Linked DNA regions of Macaca mulatta: region 1 is linked to region 2. A link is a contact called in public Hi-C data. All regions are on one chromosome and are shown on one strand. Each heading gives the region's core, a stretch centred on a gene start, on an enhancer-like site or on the middle of the called end of the contact. The rest is flanking DNA. Distances are from core to core; before and after follow the strand shown. Region 1 has its middle 32 kb from the start of KCTD7. Region 2 holds the start of RABGEF1 (RAB guanine nucleotide exchange factor 1).

The links. A called contact is a pair of places that touch in the nucleus more often than the background predicts.
Region 1: a Hi-C map of fetal cortical plate shows a contact between it and region 2, with 3 times the contacts expected there. The contact joins the enhancer-like site here to the promoter of RABGEF1 in region 2. A contact is called at or near these places in 5 of 14 Hi-C or Micro-C datasets (CD4 T cells, fetal cortical plate, fibroblasts and 2 more).

What each region holds. Positions count from the first base shown.
Region 1 is chr3:58,497,360-58,500,292 of T2T-MMU8v2.0, forward strand. It overlaps the pseudogene LOC698613. Among named protein-coding and RNA genes, the nearest start is that of KCTD7, 32 kb to the left of the region's middle. Within about 2 kb of position 1,297, at least 2 of the 40 cell types and tissues checked have an H3K27ac peak or open chromatin away from gene starts, as enhancers often do.
Region 2 is chr3:58,411,906-58,414,804 of T2T-MMU8v2.0, forward strand. It overlaps RABGEF1 (RAB guanine nucleotide exchange factor 1), which reads right to left and starts at 1,542. Exons shown (of 8, transcript XM_077996649.1): 1 at 1,444-1,542.

The sequences.
Region 1 (2,933 bases), core at 47-2,546, 85 kb after region 2:
CAATTGAATTGTGCATTCTTTTTTTTTTTTTTTTTTTTTTTTGAGACGGAGTCTCGCTCTGTCGCCCAGCCCAGGCTGGAGTGCAGTGGCACGATCTCGGCTCACTGCAAGCTCCGCCTCCCGGGTTCACGCCATTCTCCTGCCTCAGCCTCCCGAGTAGCTGGGACTACAGGCGCCCACAACCGCGCCCGGCTAATTTTTTGTATTTTTAGTAGAGACGGGGTTTCACCGTGGTCTCGATCTCCTGACCTTGTGATCCGCCCGCCTCGGCCTCCCAAAGTGCTGGGATTACAGGCTTGAGCCACCGCGCCCGGCTGAATTGTGCATTCTTTATGTCCAGGTTGCTCAATCAAGCTCCTCTTTATTGGAATGCAGTGCTCCCACAGGAGCGTGTGGCCCCTCAGAGCTCCCTCCTGTAACCGGTGCTGGTGGTGGTTACCTGTCTAGGGACAGGTCTGTCTGCCCAGGAGAGAAAGAGTTGAGTTTCACGCAGTTGATCCCCCACGTTTCTTCCTGCGTTTACAGGCTATGCCGTCTGTAGCTCTGATGTCCGATCTGGGTGTGCCAACTCTCCTGCCTTCTACCATAACAGACACTGTCACCACCACTACATAGCCTTTCAAATGATGGCACTCTCTTTTGGTGGTACCCTTGCTCTCTTTTTATACCTAGAAGCAGCAGAATGAGTGGTGTGTTTAACTGATACACATTGGTCCCATGATAGGTGTTTATTTTTATTAAAAAACGTTCACGTGTGATTTTTTTTTTTCTTGAGAGGGAGCCTCGCTCTGTTGCCCAGACTGAAGTGCAGTGGTGCAATCTCTGCTGACTGCAAGCTCCGCCTCCTGGGTTCATGCCATTCTCCTGCCTCAGCCTGCCTAGTAGCTGGGACTACAGGCACCTGCCACCATGCCCAGCTAATTTTTTTTTGTATTTTTAGTAGAGACGGGGTTTCACCGTGCTAGCCAGGAAGGTCTTGATTTCCTGACCTCTTGATCCACCCACCTCGGCCTCTCAAAGTGCTGAGATTACAGGCGTGAGCCACCACGCCTGGCCTCATGTGTGATTTTTAACAAAACTTTAAAATTTGGAATACTTAATAACTTTAAATCTATAGGAAGCCGTAAAGATAGTACAGACAGGTCCTGTGTACTCTTCTAGTTTGCTTAATGGTTATATCTTACATAACTGTAATATAATGTCGAAACCTGGAAATTGATATTTGTGCAACGTATGTGTATAGTGTCATGCACATTTTATCTCATACGTAGATTCCTGTAGCCACCGCCATAGTCAAGATACAGAACTATTCCATTACCCCAAAGACTTCCCTCCTGCCTTTTTAGTCACATCCTGTGTCAGCAGTCCCCAGGGCTGCCCCCAGGTTTCGTAATTCGCTTGGGGCTCTCACAGGTCATACTTACTCCTTGCTATGGTTTGTTGCAGTGACGGGATACAAAGCAGGATTAATAAAGGGTAGTTGTGCATTGAGCAGATTCTACAGGACACCAGCACTGTTAAGATTCGAAGAGTCTTCTCCCAGCAGAGTTGCCCAGGATGTGCTTACTTCCCCAGCCGTAAACTCTAGCAACACGTGTGAAGTGTTTTTTATTGTGAAAGCTCAGGTACGCCTCAGAATCCAGGGCTTTTACTGGAGGCTGGTCACATAGTGTATTCGTTCGTTCATTCTCACATTGCTATAAAGAAATACCTGACACTGAGTCATTTATAAAGAAAGGAGGTTTGATTAGCTCACAGTTCTACAGGCTATACGGGAAGCATTGCAGCTTCTGCTTCTAGGGAGGCCTCAGGAAGCTTCCAATCACAGTGGAAAGCAAAGAGGGAGCAAAGTGTCTCCCCTGGTGGGAGCAGGAGCAAGAGAGAAGGTGCTACACACTTTTAAACAACCAGATCTCACAAGCACAGAACCACAGGGGGTGGTGCGAAACCATTCATGAGTAACTGCCCCATGATCAGATCACCTTTCACAGGCCCCACTTCCAACACTGGGGATTACAATTCAACATGACATTTGGGTGGGGACACAGATCCAAACCATATCACATAGGCATATAGTCCCTTTGGGACTGACCACTGTTAGAGCAACTCCAAAAGGAAAGCAGGTGTTTACCATAAATCATACAATTTGCACAAAATATCTAGACAAGCTGGAACAGTGTGGTTCAGTACCGTAACCATACAAAATATCCGTATCACTTAGGGCATAGGGCTAGTACAAGACCTCAGTTTCTAGAAGCTGACCAAGGGCCAGTCTAACCCAGCTGACCAAGCAGGCCCGTCTGAGAATGTGCATCATTTGAGCAACGCAAGCCTGCTGGGTTAACTGTTTATACCATTTTCCTTCCCCTCCTCTCCCTTGCCTTCACCACTCTTAACCTGGAAAAAGCACTAATTTGTTCTCCATATCTGTAGCTTTGTCATTTGGAAAGGTTGTATAAATCCTAGAGTATGTGACCTTTTAAGATACACTTTTTAAAAAAGTCAACATGTTGCTCTTGAGCCTCCAGGTTTTTGCATGTGTTAATAGTGTGTCCTTTTTAGTGTGGTCATGCCCCAGTTTGTTTACCCATCCCATAGATGTTTATTTTCCCTTGTAAAGTTGGTTAGCATGTATAATTTTTTTTTTTTTTTTTTCTGAAACAGAGTGTTCTCTGTTGCCCAGGCTGGAGTGCAGTGGCATGACCTCAGTTCACCTCAACCTCTGCCTCCTGGGTTCAAGTGATTCTCCTGCCTCAGCCTCCTGAGTAACTGGGACTACAGGCGCATGCCACCATGCCCAGCTAATTTTTGTATTTTTAATAGAGATGGAGTTTCACTGTGTTGACCAGGCTGGTCTCAAACTCCTGACCTCGTGATCTGCCCGCCTTGGCCTCCCAAAGTTCTGGGATTATAGGCATGAGTAACCGCGCCCA
Region 2 (2,899 bases), core at 292-2,791:
TTAATAATATAATCACATTTTCTTGCATCTCTGGCAAGTATCTTGGTACAACAATTTTAAGGAACAGACTTTTTTTTTTTTTCTGAGATGGAGTCTGGCTCTGTCGCCTAGGCTGGAGTGCAGTGGCGCGATCTCAGCTCACTACAACCTCCGCCTCCCGGGTTCATGCCATTCTCCTGCCTCAGCCTCCCGAGCAGCTGGGACTACAGGTGCCCGCCACCACGCCTGGCTAATTTTTTTTTTTTTTTTTTTTTGTATTTTTAGTAGAGACGGGGTTTTACCGTGTGAGGCAGGATAGTCTCGATCTCCTGACCTCATGATCCGCCCGCCTCGGCCTTTCAAAGTGCTGGGATTACAGAAGTGACCCACCGCGCCCGGCCAGAACAGACTCTTTAACAGCAGTTAAAGAGTCTGGCTCACGCCTATAATGCCAGTACTCTGGGAGGCCGAGGCGGGAGGATCGCTTAAGACCAGGAGTTTGCCACCAGCCTGGGCAACACTGTGAGATCCTACCTCGGAAAAAATAATAAAGAAAAACAAAGCAGTTTTAGGTTTAGAGGGGGGAAAGTAGCTCTCCAAGCCAAAAACCAACTCCCAAGGTGCTCCTGTGAACTCGTCCTGGGAAAATTTCCTATCTAATCTCAAAGGCAAAACGAGCCCACGGGCGCCCACGACACATTTCCCAACCACAAGGATTGGTCACCCGCGCTGAGACACCGCCAGCTGCCTATGACCTAGCCTCCAAAGCGGCAGAGTACCTCCCTCTCTCTCCCTAAACTTCCGTGATGGGCATCCCTCGGCTCTCCTCCCAGACGGTTCGGAAGTAGGGACTTCTGCTCCTAACCCCAGCCCCGCAGCCTCGCCCTCAGCCACGGGGTGGAAGTCAACACCACAGGCTTCAAATCCCCTCCCAATTCCGGGACGCTTCTGTCCCCCCACGGTGACGCCGGATCAAGTACCAGCGCCCCTGCCGCAGCCGGGGGCTGTGGTCTGGGTCCGAGTGTCCCATACCGGCGCGTTCCGGGGAGGTCGTGGGAGGGGCCCCGCGCGACCACAGACGTTGCTTCGGAGCTAGCGGCCTGGACGGAAGGTGGGAGCCAGGCCGAGGGGAGCCGCCGGAGAGGGAGGTGGCCAGGAAATGCTCCGCGTCAGGCCGTCGGGGCTCGGCCGGCGCTGGAGATTCCGGCAACGAGCGCCTGGGACGTAGAGGCCGCGCACTGTGAGGATTAAGGGAGCAGAGGGCGGCCTGGAACGGGGAAGGCGGCAGTGACGGGGGACGGAATGTGGGACTAAGGACAGCGGGAGGCACCGACGCGCAACTGCCCCGGCCCCGCGGACGGCACGGACCGATCGCCCCGCCGCCCCCAGCCCGAGACGCCCCGCAGCCCCGCTCCCGTAGCTGAGAGCTGGGCAGCTTTTAGCTCCAGTCCGTCCGCTCCGTACCTCGCCCGCGTCTCCGCCGGCGTCCAAACCGCCGCTCTCCCGCTTCGCTCGGGTAAGTCGGGGCTCCCAGGTTCGCTCCCGCCTCACACCCACCCTCCTCCTCGCCCCGCCCCCGGCACCGCCAGCGAGCGCACGTCACGCACGGCGCGTAAACGTCACTTCCGGGGCCTTTGGTTCTTGACGGGAGGAAGTGCGAGTGGATCCAAAGCGTCGAGCGAAGTGGGGTAACGCCCTGACGCCGAAGAGCAAATGGAAGAGGGCGGCCTCCGGGCTAAAGCTGGGGCGCTGAGGAGCCCTGGAGAAACCGGCGTTTCCTAATCTGTGGCTCAGTCCCTGCTTCCGGCTTCCGACGCGCAGCAGCCGGAGGGCGACGCTGCGGCCGCGGTGGTAGCGCGAATGGCAGGTGGAGCGGAGCCACTGCGCCGAGGGACGCTTCAAAAACTATGAGTTTCAGCCCTTCGCGGATCCTAGGATGTGACAGGTGTTCGAGTTAAAAGGTCTTAAGGCGATCGGTTGATTCAAAAGCAGCTGAATCTTTAGGAGGCCCAGGCAGGAGGATCGCTTGAGACCAGGGCCACAGAGCAAGATCCTCGTCTCTACAAAAGAAATTTTACAAATCAGCCGGGCATGATGGCGGGCACCTGTGGTCCCAACTACTGGGGAGGCTGAGGTGGGAGGATCGTTTGATAGCCCAGGAAGTTGAGGGTGCAGAGATGCCATCTCTGAACTCCAGGCCAGGTGACAGCAGAGCGAGATCCTGTCTCAAAAACAACATACTCGACACCCAGAAGTGAAATAAATTAGCCAGTGTCACAAAGTATTAATGGTTGAGTCACAAATTGAATCCTGTTTACGTGATTCTTTACGTGATTCCCATGTAAGGAATGTTAAAACAGTAAATACTAATTGCTGTGCGTCCTGGATGCCATCAATGGCGTAACGTGCAGTCACAGCAAGAAAAAAAAGAAAATACTGTGCTGTGGCTGTGAGATAGACCTGGGTTGAAATCCCAGCTTTGCTAATTGTCGCTGCGGTGTTCTTGGACAGGTTGCCTAATTTTTCCGTCTTTTTTTTTTTTTTTTTTTTTTTTGAGAGTCTCACTCTGAACTGGAGTTCAGTCGTGGGAGCTCAGCTCACTGCAACCTCCGCCTCCTGGGTTCAAGCGATTTTCTCACCTCAGACTCCTGAGTAGCTGGAATTACAGGCACCTGTCACCACGCCCAGTTCTTTTTTTTTTTTTTTTTGTATTTTTAGTTGATACAGGGTTGCACCATGTTGGCCAGGCTGGTTTTGAATCCTGACCTCAAGTGATCTGCCCACCTTGGCCTCCCAAAGTGCTAGGATTACAGGCGTGAGCCACCGCGCCCTGCTAATGTTTGTATTTTTACTAGAGACAGGGTTTCACCATATTGACCAGGCTAGTCTTGAACTCCTGACCACAAGTGATCCACCAGCC